Regions from separate parts of the Sus scrofa genome. Here region 1 is linked to region 2. The links are chromatin contacts, called in public Hi-C maps. All regions are on one chromosome and are shown on one strand. The core of a region is the stretch at or near the end of the contact, and the rest is flanking DNA. Distances in the headings are between cores, read along the strand shown.

Region 1 (5,596 bases), core at 365-2,864, 230 kb after region 2:
CCTGGCATTGAAACCACTGCCTAGGGCTCAGGCTGGCCCTCCTCCCCCTGGCAGGGCCCCGGAGACTGAGCACCCAGGCTGCCTGAAATTCCCCGGGGTGGCCTGAAAGCAGCCAAGTGGCTTCGGCGAGAGCAAGGAGGTAGTGGCCGGCCCAGCTCCTGGTGCCCTCCCCCCGGGGCGCTGGAGGAGTGAGCGGCCGGCGCGCAGGGTGGGAGGGGAAGAGCTAGGGTTACAGGGAAACCGGAGCTGGGGAAGGTTCACGTTTCACAACAAAGACAGACGACCGACCACGCCGTTTGGGCCCTGAGGCGGGTGGGGGGCGGGAGGTGAGGCCGAGCAATGGTTAGGGAGCGCCTGGCAGCTTAGGGACCCGAACAGGCCCCTGTGCCCGGTAGGGTCGGCAAAGGCCCCTCCTCCTTTCCAGCAGCCGCGGGTTTTCTCGCTGCCTCCCCCGAGTCTAGCCGCGGACACAGATGGGATCTGGGACGGAGCCTAGAGCGGAGCAGAGGGAGGTGGTCTCCCAGCCTCCGCAGCAGGAGCACCGGTGTCGGAGCGAGGGCCGGGGCGCGTGCCCGTTGCATCTGCACAGATTCCCCGCGCTGGGCGGGCGCCTGAGGGTGTGTGCGGGGAGTGTCTGAGGAGTTCAGACAGCGGGCAAAGGGGAAGGGGACTGGTGGATGCCACGTCCCCAGGAAAGGAGGACTGGCGCGGACCGGGTCCCCTCACCTCTTGCCCGGCGCGCCGCCGCCGCCCCCGGTCCGGTCGCGCTGGCGTCGGTTCTTGAACCAGTTGCTGACCTGCGTGAGCGAGAGGCCGGTGAGCGTGGCCAGGCGGCGCTTCTCGTCCGGCGTGGGGTAGCGGTTGCCGCGGTAGCAGGCCTTGAGCGCGGCGCGGGAGCGCTCCTTGAAGCAGTAGACGGTCTCCTCGCCGTCCCAGATGGTCTTGGGCAGCGGGAATTTCTTGCGCAGACGGTACTTGTCCACCGCGCCCAGCGCGCGGCCGCGGGCCCGCTCGGCCTCGTGGTAGCGCGCGCGCAGGTAGAGGTCCTGCAGGAAGGCGTGGTGGGCGGCGGGGAAGGGGCGGCTCTCGAGCAGCCGGTAGAGCTCAGCGTACTCGCCCCGCTGGAAGGCCACAAGGGCCCGAGCGCGCAGCACCGGATCGCTGCCACGTAGGCGCTCCGCCGGGGGCAGTGCGCCCAGGAAGCGGCTCAAGCGGCCGGCGTGGCCCGCCTGTAGCAGCGCCTCGCACACGCACGCCACCTGCTCCGGCGAGAAGCGGAGGCCTGTGGGCGGCTCGGCAGCGGCCTCGCGGGGAGACCCGGGGACGCCCGGGGATCCAGGGTCCTCCGCTTTCACCGTCGCTTCGCCCGCCCCGGCCCCGGCCGCCGCCGCCGCCTCACCCTCGGCCGCCTGCAAAGTCTGCAGGAGCTGGCGCGCTTCCTCCTCCTCCTCTTCGGCCGCCGCCGCCGCCGCCACCGCCTCCCCCCCAGCCGCCGGCCCCGCGCTCGGCTCCGAAGGCAAGGTAGCCATGTTTTGCAACTTTGGGAAGTTCCTCCCTCCTTCTCCTCCTCCCTCGGGCTTTCCCCAGCCCCCTCCCCCGTCCGTCCCCTCTCCCCGCACCCCCCTTCGCGCTTCCCGATCTTCTCCCGCCGACCTCGCGTCTCCCCCCCGCCACCGATGCCAGGTCCAGCTCCTACTAGGGTCTCTGTCCCTGTGACTGTGTGTGTGCCCGTCCCCCTTCCCGACTGTCCGTGATTCTCCCTTTGTTTTCCCTCCGCCTCCCGCCGCGCTATTTGCCTCCCCCCGCGTGTGCCTCTGGCTCAGGGCCTCAGTTTCCCCATCGGGACAACGGAGAAGGTAACGGGCCGTCCGGGAGGGCTAAGGGCGCGAAGCCACCTCCGCCCTGAGACTGAGCTTCTGCATGCCTCCGTCTCCAGGGTCCTCAGAAGGCCCCCCTTACTCCCCATCTCGGCCAACGCTCCGCCCCTCGGAATTCCCGGCTCCGCAGGGGGGCGGGTCTGGCTGGGAGAAGGGGCGGGGAAAACGGGCTAGAAAGTTTGCAGCAACTTTTCTTGAGCTTAGGTCCCTGGAACGGATGCGCGTGGCCCGCGCAGGCGCAGTGGCAGGAGGATGGCCGCACGCGCCGCCCGCCCAGCCCCCTTCTTCGCGGCGGTCTAGTGGCACAGCTGGGCCACAGCTGGACAAGGGGCGGTGCCGTCGAGTGGCCCGCTCGTCTTCTTCTATTGGCCGGAGGTCGAAGCCACACCCTCATCCCTACCCCCACCCCTGATTCGTCCGCTTCGTCTCCCGCTAGCTTCCTGCCAGGCCATTGGCCGCCTCCACTCGCCTGGCCGGATTGGCCCACTGAGTAGCCTCCTGCCCTCCTTGCAAACAGAGCCGGCACGAAGTTCGAGCATTCTGGGCAGACGAAAGGGCCTTTTATTTGCGAGGATCGGGGGTGGGGTCCTAGGTGGGGAAAGACAATAAATACCGAGGAATGTCGGGGTCTCAGTGCATCCAAAACGTGGATTAGGGTGCCGGGATCCTGGAGCCTGTCAGCGGGTTGGAGGACAGGTCAATAAATACCCACACTGCTGAGGCGGGCGGAGCCGGCTGTGGCTCCGAGAGCAACGCACGTGAGGAGGAAGGCACGAAAGTCCCCGAAAAAGCGGGGCTGTCAAAAGCAAAAGGTTCTCCAGAGAGCAGGCGGAGCTCGCGCTAGACGTTCGCCGCGTAGAGAGCTTTCCTGGGAGGGCAGGGCCTCATGCACACAGAGGATTTGTGGTTTGCGAGCCGATGTGGGTGGGGGTGCCTGGAAGGTGAAAAATAGTTGCTTGAACCCTGGCCCTGCTGCCTTCTCTAGGTCGCAGTTTGCCCACCCCCGTCGGGGGGCCTCAGCCAGGCCGGAGGAAGAGAGAGGTCCGCGATCCCCTCAGCAGCAGCAGCTTTCCAGGCTACAAGTCTCGCTTGAGCCGCGGCCCCCACTCCTCCCTCCCCGGCCGCCAGGGGGCGGGCCCGGATCACAGGGCTAGAGCTGGGGCGGAGACCCACGCTCGGAGTGCTGTGAACCGGAGGCGGTGGGAGTGGCTTCTGGGCGGTACCCGGGTCACCCAACTCTCCAGCAGAGCCCGAGCGGAGGACGGGCTCGGGTTCTACGGTTCAGGCGGCGAAGGTGGCTCCCGGGCGGGGTCAGACTGCGGCGAGATGGCCGGCGCAGGCCACCAACCCAGTGCAGCCCAGGGCGGCGGCACCAGCCAGAGCAGCGGCGAACAGGAGCAAGGAACGCGCCTCCCGTAGGCCAGGCCTAGGGACCTGCGGGGAGAGGGCGGGATCAGCACCGCGATACGGGACTCTGATTGGCTCCTGGGACTTGCCCCGCCCATGCTCGTAAGAGGGGCCGAAACCCTCCCTGCCCCCTGCCCTTCCTCCCAGTGCGGGCAGCTGTGGTTGGTCGGCTCGCAAGCCTAAGTCTTGTCCGAACTCATCATTGGCTGCTTGGTAAAGACCTGCTTTGATTGGCTGCCCGAGCCTTCCCGCCCCCCAGACCCCGACGCCCCGCGGCAGGCCCGGCCCCGCAGAGGCTTAGCTAAGCACAAGCGGCTTGGGTTATGTGGAGCTAGGCTGGGGCGCGGCGAGCGGGCGGGCGTGAGCAGCCGGACGTACCCTGGCAGGGAGCAGCAGGTGGCGGCGGTGCATGGGGCCTGGCCCCACCAGCGGGCACTGGCCCAGAGCCACGGCCGGGGGGCCATCTAGCTGGAGAGAGAAGGGACAGGTGACCCGATCCGAGCTCAGCTCGGCTCGGCCGCCCTCAGCGGGGGTCGAGAGACAGCGAGGGGAGTGGAGGTCGGGGAGGGCTTCTCGGGAGATCCCGGCTGGGATTTGGAGAGAGGCCTGAACCAGGGATATCTGGTAGATGTGGGGCTGAAAGGAGGGTGTCTGCCGACTGGAACCTCAAAAAGGAAGGAGTGAGCCCTAAATCCAGGCGGGGGTACAGGGAGATGGGGACAGGGTCTGCACAGGGGACAGCAGGCTTGACGCAGGGGAAAAAGAGGGGTCTTACATGGGAAGGTGGATCCATGGCCCGGGGACTGGGGACCCCCGTGACAGCTGGAAGGAGAAGAGAGAGGCATAGGGCGCGTGGAGGGGCGGTGGCGCGGCGTGCCCCAGCCTGGGCCCCTCGCCTCCCCCAGGTGTCCACACGCGCCGCGGGCCCACCTCCTCCCGACGCCCTCAGGAAAGGGGGCGGATGAGGGACTCGCCTGCGGCTCCCTCGGCCTGAAGCAACTCCATCCGCTCCTGCAGCTGCCGAACGTGCGCCTCCAGGTCTCGGTTCCGGGCCTGGGCCTCCTGGAGTTGACTGCAGGTAGGTAAGGACCGTGAGCCCTTTGGGATTCCGGTGAGAGAGGCCGCTAAATGTAGTGACTGTCCCGGCCCCGACCCCGACCTGGCGAAGTTCTGGTTGGCCAAACGGATGGCCTCTAGCTCCTGGCTCAAGCTCTGCCGGCTAAGCACCTCCTCCTCCAAGGCCTCTTGGAGCTCCCGCAGCGTCACCTCGGCTTCTGCCACCGGCTCCAGAATGGCCTCTGGAACTGCCACTTCAGCCTGGGTATGGGAAGCAAGCTTAGGGCTGCCTGTGGCCCCAGGAGCACTGGAGACTTGGGCATAGATTCCAGACCGGGGGGGGGGGGGTGCTCCCTTGACCTCTATTCCCGCACCTCCTAGATCTTTCTAGAATTCCCACAGCTCCTGCAGCGATCTGAGCCCTCTCCTTCCCTAACCCCAGCCCAGCCCTGTCTCCAGCCTTTCATCTGGTTCCCTCCCATCCACCTTCCACCCCAGAACTAAAGGGCAGTTCCTACAACACTCACCAACCTGACCATGGCCCTCCCCTGCTCAAAATTTCTCCAGCCTCTCAGTGCCCTGAGCGAAGGCCACCCGCACCAGAAGGCCCTGTGTCGTGTGTTTCTGCTGCCCCTTCAGCCTCCCCTCCCTGCTTCTGGAACAGTTCAGCCTCACCACCACCCTTTCATGGTTAAGAGCAAACCAGCTGGTCCTACCACAGGGCCCTCACTCACCCCTGAGGCCCTCTTTGCCGACCAATGGCTGCTCTGCCTCCTCCGCCTCCTCCTCCAGGGCTTCCCTCCCCACAGAGTCCCCTCCACACTCGCTCAATGACCTCTTCTAACGTCTCTGTGGGGATCACAAGTGACTGACGTGACCTTGTCTCTCCTGTGTTTTCCATCGCTTTCTGTAGGCTTCTGAGAGCTGAGCCCTCCATGGCACATGCCATCCCTGAAGGCCTGCCCTGTCTCTCACATTCGTCCCTCACTGACTGTCTCCTCCAAAGACTCACTGTTTCCTCTGATCCGGGCACTGTGGGTTCCAGGCTGGGCTCTTGCAATGGCTCAGGCAACGGCTCGGCCTCCAGTTCCATGGGCGTGGAGCCCAGGATCTCCTCGTCCCTGAGGAGAGGGCAAGGGGAGGAAGAGTGGCCTCACCCAGAGGCTGCTGGTCCCCTGGGTATAGAACCAGGACTCCCTAGCCTGTGCACGTGGGGCAACCAGACCCGAAGTCCCTGTGGTCTGAGGAGGTGGAGA
Region 2 (5,746 bases), core at 1,080-3,579:
GACGGAAAAAAAAATCGAAGACTCTTAGAAGTTTAGATGGCCCAAATTACAGAAGCAGTGTGCCAGCCCTGGAAACTTGTCTGAACTAAGGAATCTGATCATTTTAACCACAAGACCTTTAGGATATTCTGCATACAGACCATAAAACCTTAGTATCTCTGCAAGCAGAAACTCAGTTTTTTTTTTAATTTTTAATTTTTTGGCCGCACTCAGGGCACATGGAAATTCCCGGGCTAGGTATCAAACCCGTGCCACAGCAGCGACCTGAGGTGCTGCAGTGACAATGCCAAATCCTTAACCCGCTATGGCACAAGGAAACTCTAGCTCAGTTTCAGAAAGGAGTTGCCTTGTGGCACAGCGGGTGAAGGGTCTCACATCGTTGCAGGCGGCTTGGGTCACTGCTGTTTGGCGCATGTTTTGCGAGGCCAAAGGGAAACAAAGAAGCTCAATTTTAAAAATTCAAATCCAGGGATCTTGATCTCAGAAGCATCATGTTAAGGATTTGAGGAGGCTTCCATTCATGAAGTCTTTCAACAACCATTAATTGAGCACCTGATACATGCCTGGCACTGTTTTAGATGCTGAGGATACAATGGTGAATACAACAGATTAAATCCCTACCCTCAAAGAGCCTACCCTCTATAGGGGACACAGACAATACACAATTACACTAGGGTGTTGGGTCTCAAGTGTGTGGATAAAAGTCAAGGTAAGGGGAGAGAAAGCAAAGGGGATGCTATTTCAGACAGGGTGGTGAGAAAGACTTCTCTAATGACATCTGAGCAGAAACCTGAATGATGCAAGGAAGCCATGAGGATATCTCGGGAAGAGTCTTTCAGGCAGAGGGAAAAGCCAGGGCCAAGGCCCTTAGACAAGCAATATGCTTTTCATACTTGAGAAACAGAAACAGAGAAGCGTGCAGATGTGACTGGAGGAGCGACTGAAGGGGAGAGGGATGGGAGACGAGGGCAGGGAATTAAGGCCAGGGGGTGGGGTGGGGGGATAATGTAGGGCCTTCCTTTCTAAGCCCAGGTAAATACAAGATCTTACAATGTTAGGATGCTACTCTACAATGTTAAAATAACAACTTCTCAGAATTTTGGCACCTGGACTCCCAAGACATGTAAGGGGCTTGGCCGGTGTTGAAATCTCCAGCTGTCAGAACCACAGGGGTGTGAGACAGACAACGTTAGACAAGAGCTGTTAAGAGCCCTGGGCTCAGAGATCATGAGGCTCAGACAAGGCATTTTCAGTTGTGGAATCCAGCCCCTCAGAGATAACTTGGGGCTTTGCCTGCAGGAGGTGTCAATACTGCTTGGAAATTGCAATCAGATGCCTCCCCCTGCCCTGCCCCCACCTCTTTTGCTCAGCTGGGGATAGGAGGCCAGGAATCAGAGGCCTGGAGTGGAGTGGGTCTCCTCCAGGGTTACTATTAATCAGTGGTAAAACCTGCTAAGGACCTAGGAGTCCCAGCCCCAACTCAGGGATGGCTGTTTCCCCAGAATTTGGGCATTAGACAATTTGGGCAAGGTCGGGGCTTCCTTGGAGTCTGGGCAGAAAATGGAGGTGGGATGCAAAGATGGGTGATGGGATAGGGGGAGTCAGACCCCTCTTCTCCATTCTGGCTCTACCCCTCCTTTCAAATCTCTTCGCCGCTGGCTACGGCCAGCACCACGGCGAGGGGACAGCTCCTAGAGATCTTCCTCATCCCCGGGCGGAGCCCCGTGGCACATCTCAGCACCCAGTGCGCCCCCCGCTGGCTATCTCAGTGCCCCCCACCTCTGCCCCGAATCACTCAGGTTCTCCGGGTCAAGTCGCCCCCATCGCCGCTAAAACACGGGGGGAGGGGAGAGCTTCCTTTGTCTCCTTCACCTCTTCTCCCATCTCAGCTCTCCTGTGGTCAGTGTCGGAAGGGAAACCGGAGAGGAGCCCACCCGGGCCTCTGGGCCCCACACCAGGCCTGAGCCTCCCTCTACTCACTGCAGTGGGCGAAGACCGGCAGGACCTGCCCCATGGCCCTCCCCGGGCCTGCATCGGGACCCCCGCCCACTCCGGCCACGCCGCCCTGGGCCTGGGGCCGCGGGCGCTCATCTCCGCCGCGCCCAGGACGCCGCCGCCGCCGCCATCCTCGCCGCCTCCTCCTCCCGGGCCGCTCCAGCAGCCGCCGCCGCCGCCGCTGCCGCCGCCCTCAGCTCCGCTCCGCGGGGGCGGGCGGGGCCGCTGGGGGGGGGGCACTGCAGCTCTGGGGCCGGGGGCGGGGCCAGAGAACAGGAGGAGGGGCGGAACTTGAGGGAGGGCAAGAGGGGCGGGGAAACACCGGGAGGCTAGAGGTGGGTGTGTCCTTCCTAAAAGAGGGGCGGAGCTAGGACGGTAGGCTACAGTCCGAGCAGGCATGGAAGGCGGTCTGAAGGGCGGGGTCTAGACAGAAGAGGGCGGGGCCGTTAGGGAAAAAAGAGCAGGGCCTAGAGTAGGATGAGGGGCTCGGGGAGATAATGACGAAAGAACCTAGGCGCAAAGGATGGGGGCGTGGATCTCAGAGTGGGTTGGGGTGGAGCTAGAGGTGGCATTGCGGAGAGGGTATAAAGATTGCAAGGAGGTAAGGTATGAGCCTAGATTCTCAGAAGGAGTGGGAAAGGGAGCGGGAAGAAACTACTCAGAAAGTTTTGAGAAAAGAGGAGGAGCTCAAGCACAGGTGAATCTTAAGCCAATGTAGAATTATTCAGCGTTGGGCGGGTCTAGTCAGAGACAGAGGAGCTAGAGGCGTGGCCTACAGGGAATAGAGCAGAACAGGCAAAGGACAAGGTGGGCGTAACCAAGGGGGCGGGGCTAGGCCTGTAGCTAAGAGGCGGAGCTAGAAGCAGATCTCGGACTGAGAACCTCAGAAGCCTCTGAGGCAGGAGGCTTGAATGGATGGACCGGGTGTGGAAGGGAAGTGATTGAAATCCCGGGAGGAGATCGAGAGGGGAGGGATTGACCTAAAAATAATTTAAAGCCTTTGAAACCGGGTTGGGAATCACTGATGTGGGCGGAGCTTGACCAGATCAGAGCTGGGGACCCAAAGACCAGCGTTGAAAATGCAGATTCTAGAGACTGTTTCCCTGTAACACTTGTTTACATCTGTGACTCAGTTTCCTTTTCGGTAGATTGGAGATGATGATGTAAAATGGTGTGCAGTTCGCAGTGCTAGTTTGGTGCTCTGATCATTTTTCCCCTGACCCAAATTCCAAACCTCGCTTTGAAGGTGTGGAAGAGAGGAGATTGAAGAGTTCAATCCCTTCTAGTGACTCGAGTGCAGGTCAAGGGCATAGGAAGATTTAGGTAGTTTAAAATCTCACAGTGTAGGGGATTAGTGGAGGTGCGCGGGGGGGGGGCTCAGTTAGCAGGTGCAGAGGGTGAAACCTTCCTGATCTCCAGGCTGAAAGATGGCGGTCCTTACCCGCCTGCTGGGACGTCTCTGGCCAGCTCGCAAGGAAGAGGAGGTGGAGGAGGACGAAGAGAGCAGGTCTCCAGGCTGTCCTCAGTCCCTCCTGGACGCGCCGCGTTGCGCCCAGCGGCCACACGGGGGTGCGGTAGCACCGTGGGGCCTGCGTCTCGGGGCGAGCGCAGTGCAAGGCTGGCGCGCACACATGGAGGACGCGCATTGCGCTTGGCTGGCGCTACCCGGACTGCCCCCAGGCTGGGCTTTCTTCGCGGTCCTCGACGGCCACGGCGGGGTGCGAGCCGCCCTCTTCGGCGCGCGCCACTTGCCGGGCCACGTGCTCGAGGCGCTGGGCCCGGAGCCTGGCGAGCCCGACGGCGTGTGTGGAGCGCTGCGCCGCGCTTTCCTGAATGCAGACGCACGCCTGCGCGCGCTCTGGCCTCGCGGCGAGCCGGGCGGCTCTACCGCTGTGGCGTTGCTGGTTTCCCCGCGCTTTCTGTACCTGGCGCACTGTGGTGACTCCCGCGCGGTGCTGAGTCGCGCGGGAGCCGTGGCCTTCGGCACCGAGGATCATCGGCCCCTCCGTCCCCAGGAACTAGAACGCATCCATGACGCGGGCGGTACTATCCGCCGCCGGCGCCTCGAGGGCTCTCTGGCAGTGTCACAAGCGCTGGGAGACTTTGCTTACAAAGAAGCTCCTGGGAGACCCCCGGAACTGCAGCTCGTTTCCGCGGAGCCTGAAGTGACCGCCCTGGCACGCCGGGCAGAGGACGAGTTTGTGATCCTGGCCTCTGATGGCGTGTGGGACACGATGTCTGGCTCTGCCCTGGCGGGACTGGTGGCATCGCGCCTCCGCCTGGGCTTGGCTCCAGAGTTGGCTCCAGAGCTTCTCTGCGCACAGCTGTTGGACACGTGTCTAAGCAAGGTCCTGGGGGCGGGGCTTGAGATCTTTCGGGGAAGAACCTAAGGGATTTAGCGGGAAGGAGCTTTGATGGAGAGGCAGCAGGAAAACTAGAAAGGGAGGAGAGGGGCTCCACTAAGGGGTGGGTCTGTTGGAATGGGGCCGGCCAAAATATGCAGGGGGCAGAGACTGAGGGGAGGCTTGAGGCAATATGCATAGTTCTAGATAAATGGGAGGGATTTAAGAGAAGGGGTGTGGCCTTTTGGAATGGGCCGGCCCTTGGATCTAGAGCGGGTCCTGAGGTGTGATTCCAAGCAGAAGGAAGAGCAGCTAAACAACAGTGGGAGGAGCTTTGGAGAGGGGAGGTGGTTCTCTTTAACAGGATGGGGTTAGAACAGTGAGAGGCCTGGTTTAGACTGGCAGAAGGGTGGGACTTGAGAGAAATGGGCATAACCAGATGGGGAAGAGGGTCCTAGAACAGGGGAGTGTTGGGGTACTCTGCTTCCAAGGGCCTGGAGGCCGTGCGGGGGTATTTTAACCGTGTCCCACCAGGCTCGCTTTTCTCCACCTCCAGGGCAGCCTGGACAACATGACCTGCATCCTGGTCTGCTTCCCAGGGGCCCCCAGGTCTTGTGAGGAGGCCATCAGGAAGGAGCTAGTGCTGGACGCAGCCCTAGGACACAGGGTTGCAGGTGAGCAGGCTCCAGGAGCCCAGGAGAAGGGGTGGTCGGCAAGCAGGGCATCCTCACAACCCTTGCCCCCTTCTCAGAGCTGTGTGCCTCTGCCCAGGAGACCCCCAGCCTGAACACAGTTTTCAGGACCCTGGCCTCTGAGGACATCCCGGATTTACCTCCTGGGGGAGGGCTCTACTGCAAGTGAGTTGGGGGGGGTAGGGTGGAATGGGAGGAGGGGGCGGTAGGAGGAGGATCCCCTCCTGAGGGCCTTCCTTGATCTCCAGGGCCGCAGTCGTCGCTGAAGCTTACTCTCAGTTCTGCCAGGACTTGGAAGAGCACTGCGTGGTAAGGACCCTGTGTTCTTGAATGTTTCTTTTAGAAGGGTTCAATCCAGGGAGTTCCCTTTGTGGCTCAGTGGTTAATGAACCCGACCAGGAGCCATGAGGATCTGGGTTCAGTCATGCGGTGCCATGAACTGTGGTGTAGGTGGCAGATGTGGCTCGGATCCCCTGTTGTTGTGGCTGTGGCGTAGACCAGCAGCTACAGCTCCGATTGGACCCTAACCTGGGAACCTCCAAATGTCATGGATGCAGCCCTAAAAAGACAGAAGACCAAAAAAATAATAATAATAGGAGTTCCCAACATGGCTCAGTGGTTAACGAATCTGACTGCGAACCATGAGGTTGTGGGTTCAATCCCTGGCCTCGCTCAGTGGATTAAGGATCTGGTGTGGCCATGAGCTGTGGTGTAGGT

Evidence for each region. A called contact is a pair of places that touch in the nucleus more often than the background predicts.
Region 1: a Hi-C map of liver shows a contact between it and region 2, with 2.9 times the contacts expected there. The contact joins the promoter of SIX5 here to the promoter of PPM1N in region 2. A contact is called at or near these places in 1 of 5 promoter capture datasets (liver), 8 of 47 Hi-C or Micro-C datasets (alveolar macrophages, embryonic fibroblasts, heart right ventricle and 4 more) and 1 of 2 datasets of contacts at active chromatin or transcription factors (alveolar macrophages).

What each region holds. Positions count from the first base shown.
Region 1 is chr6:52,097,844-52,103,439 of Sscrofa11.1, forward strand. It overlaps SIX5 (homeobox protein SIX5), which reads right to left and starts at 1,615. Exons shown (of 3, transcript XM_021094581.1): 1 at 727-1,615. The coding sequence starts at 1,529. DMPK (myotonin-protein kinase) reads right to left here. Exons shown (of 14, transcript XR_002344695.1): 10 at 5,353-5,461; 11 at 4,444-4,601; 12 at 4,259-4,356; 13 at 3,663-4,106; 14 at 2,416-3,311. It overlaps LOC110261013 (a long non-coding RNA gene), which reads left to right and starts at 727. Exons shown (of 2, transcript XR_002344697.1): 1 at 727-1,521; 2 at 1,824-2,504.
Region 2 is chr6:51,862,732-51,868,477 of Sscrofa11.1, forward strand. It overlaps PPM1N (probable protein phosphatase 1N), which reads left to right and starts at 2,330. Exons shown (of 5, transcript XM_021094558.1): 1 at 2,330-4,343; 2 at 4,894-5,011; 3 at 5,089-5,194; 4 at 5,278-5,338. The coding sequence starts at 3,423. RTN2 (reticulon 2) reads right to left here and starts at 2,022. Exons shown (of 10, transcript NM_001129960.1): 1 at 1,981-2,022. The coding sequence starts at 2,014. LOC110261012 (a long non-coding RNA gene) reads right to left here. Exons shown (of 4, transcript XR_002344692.1): 4 at 3,975-4,381.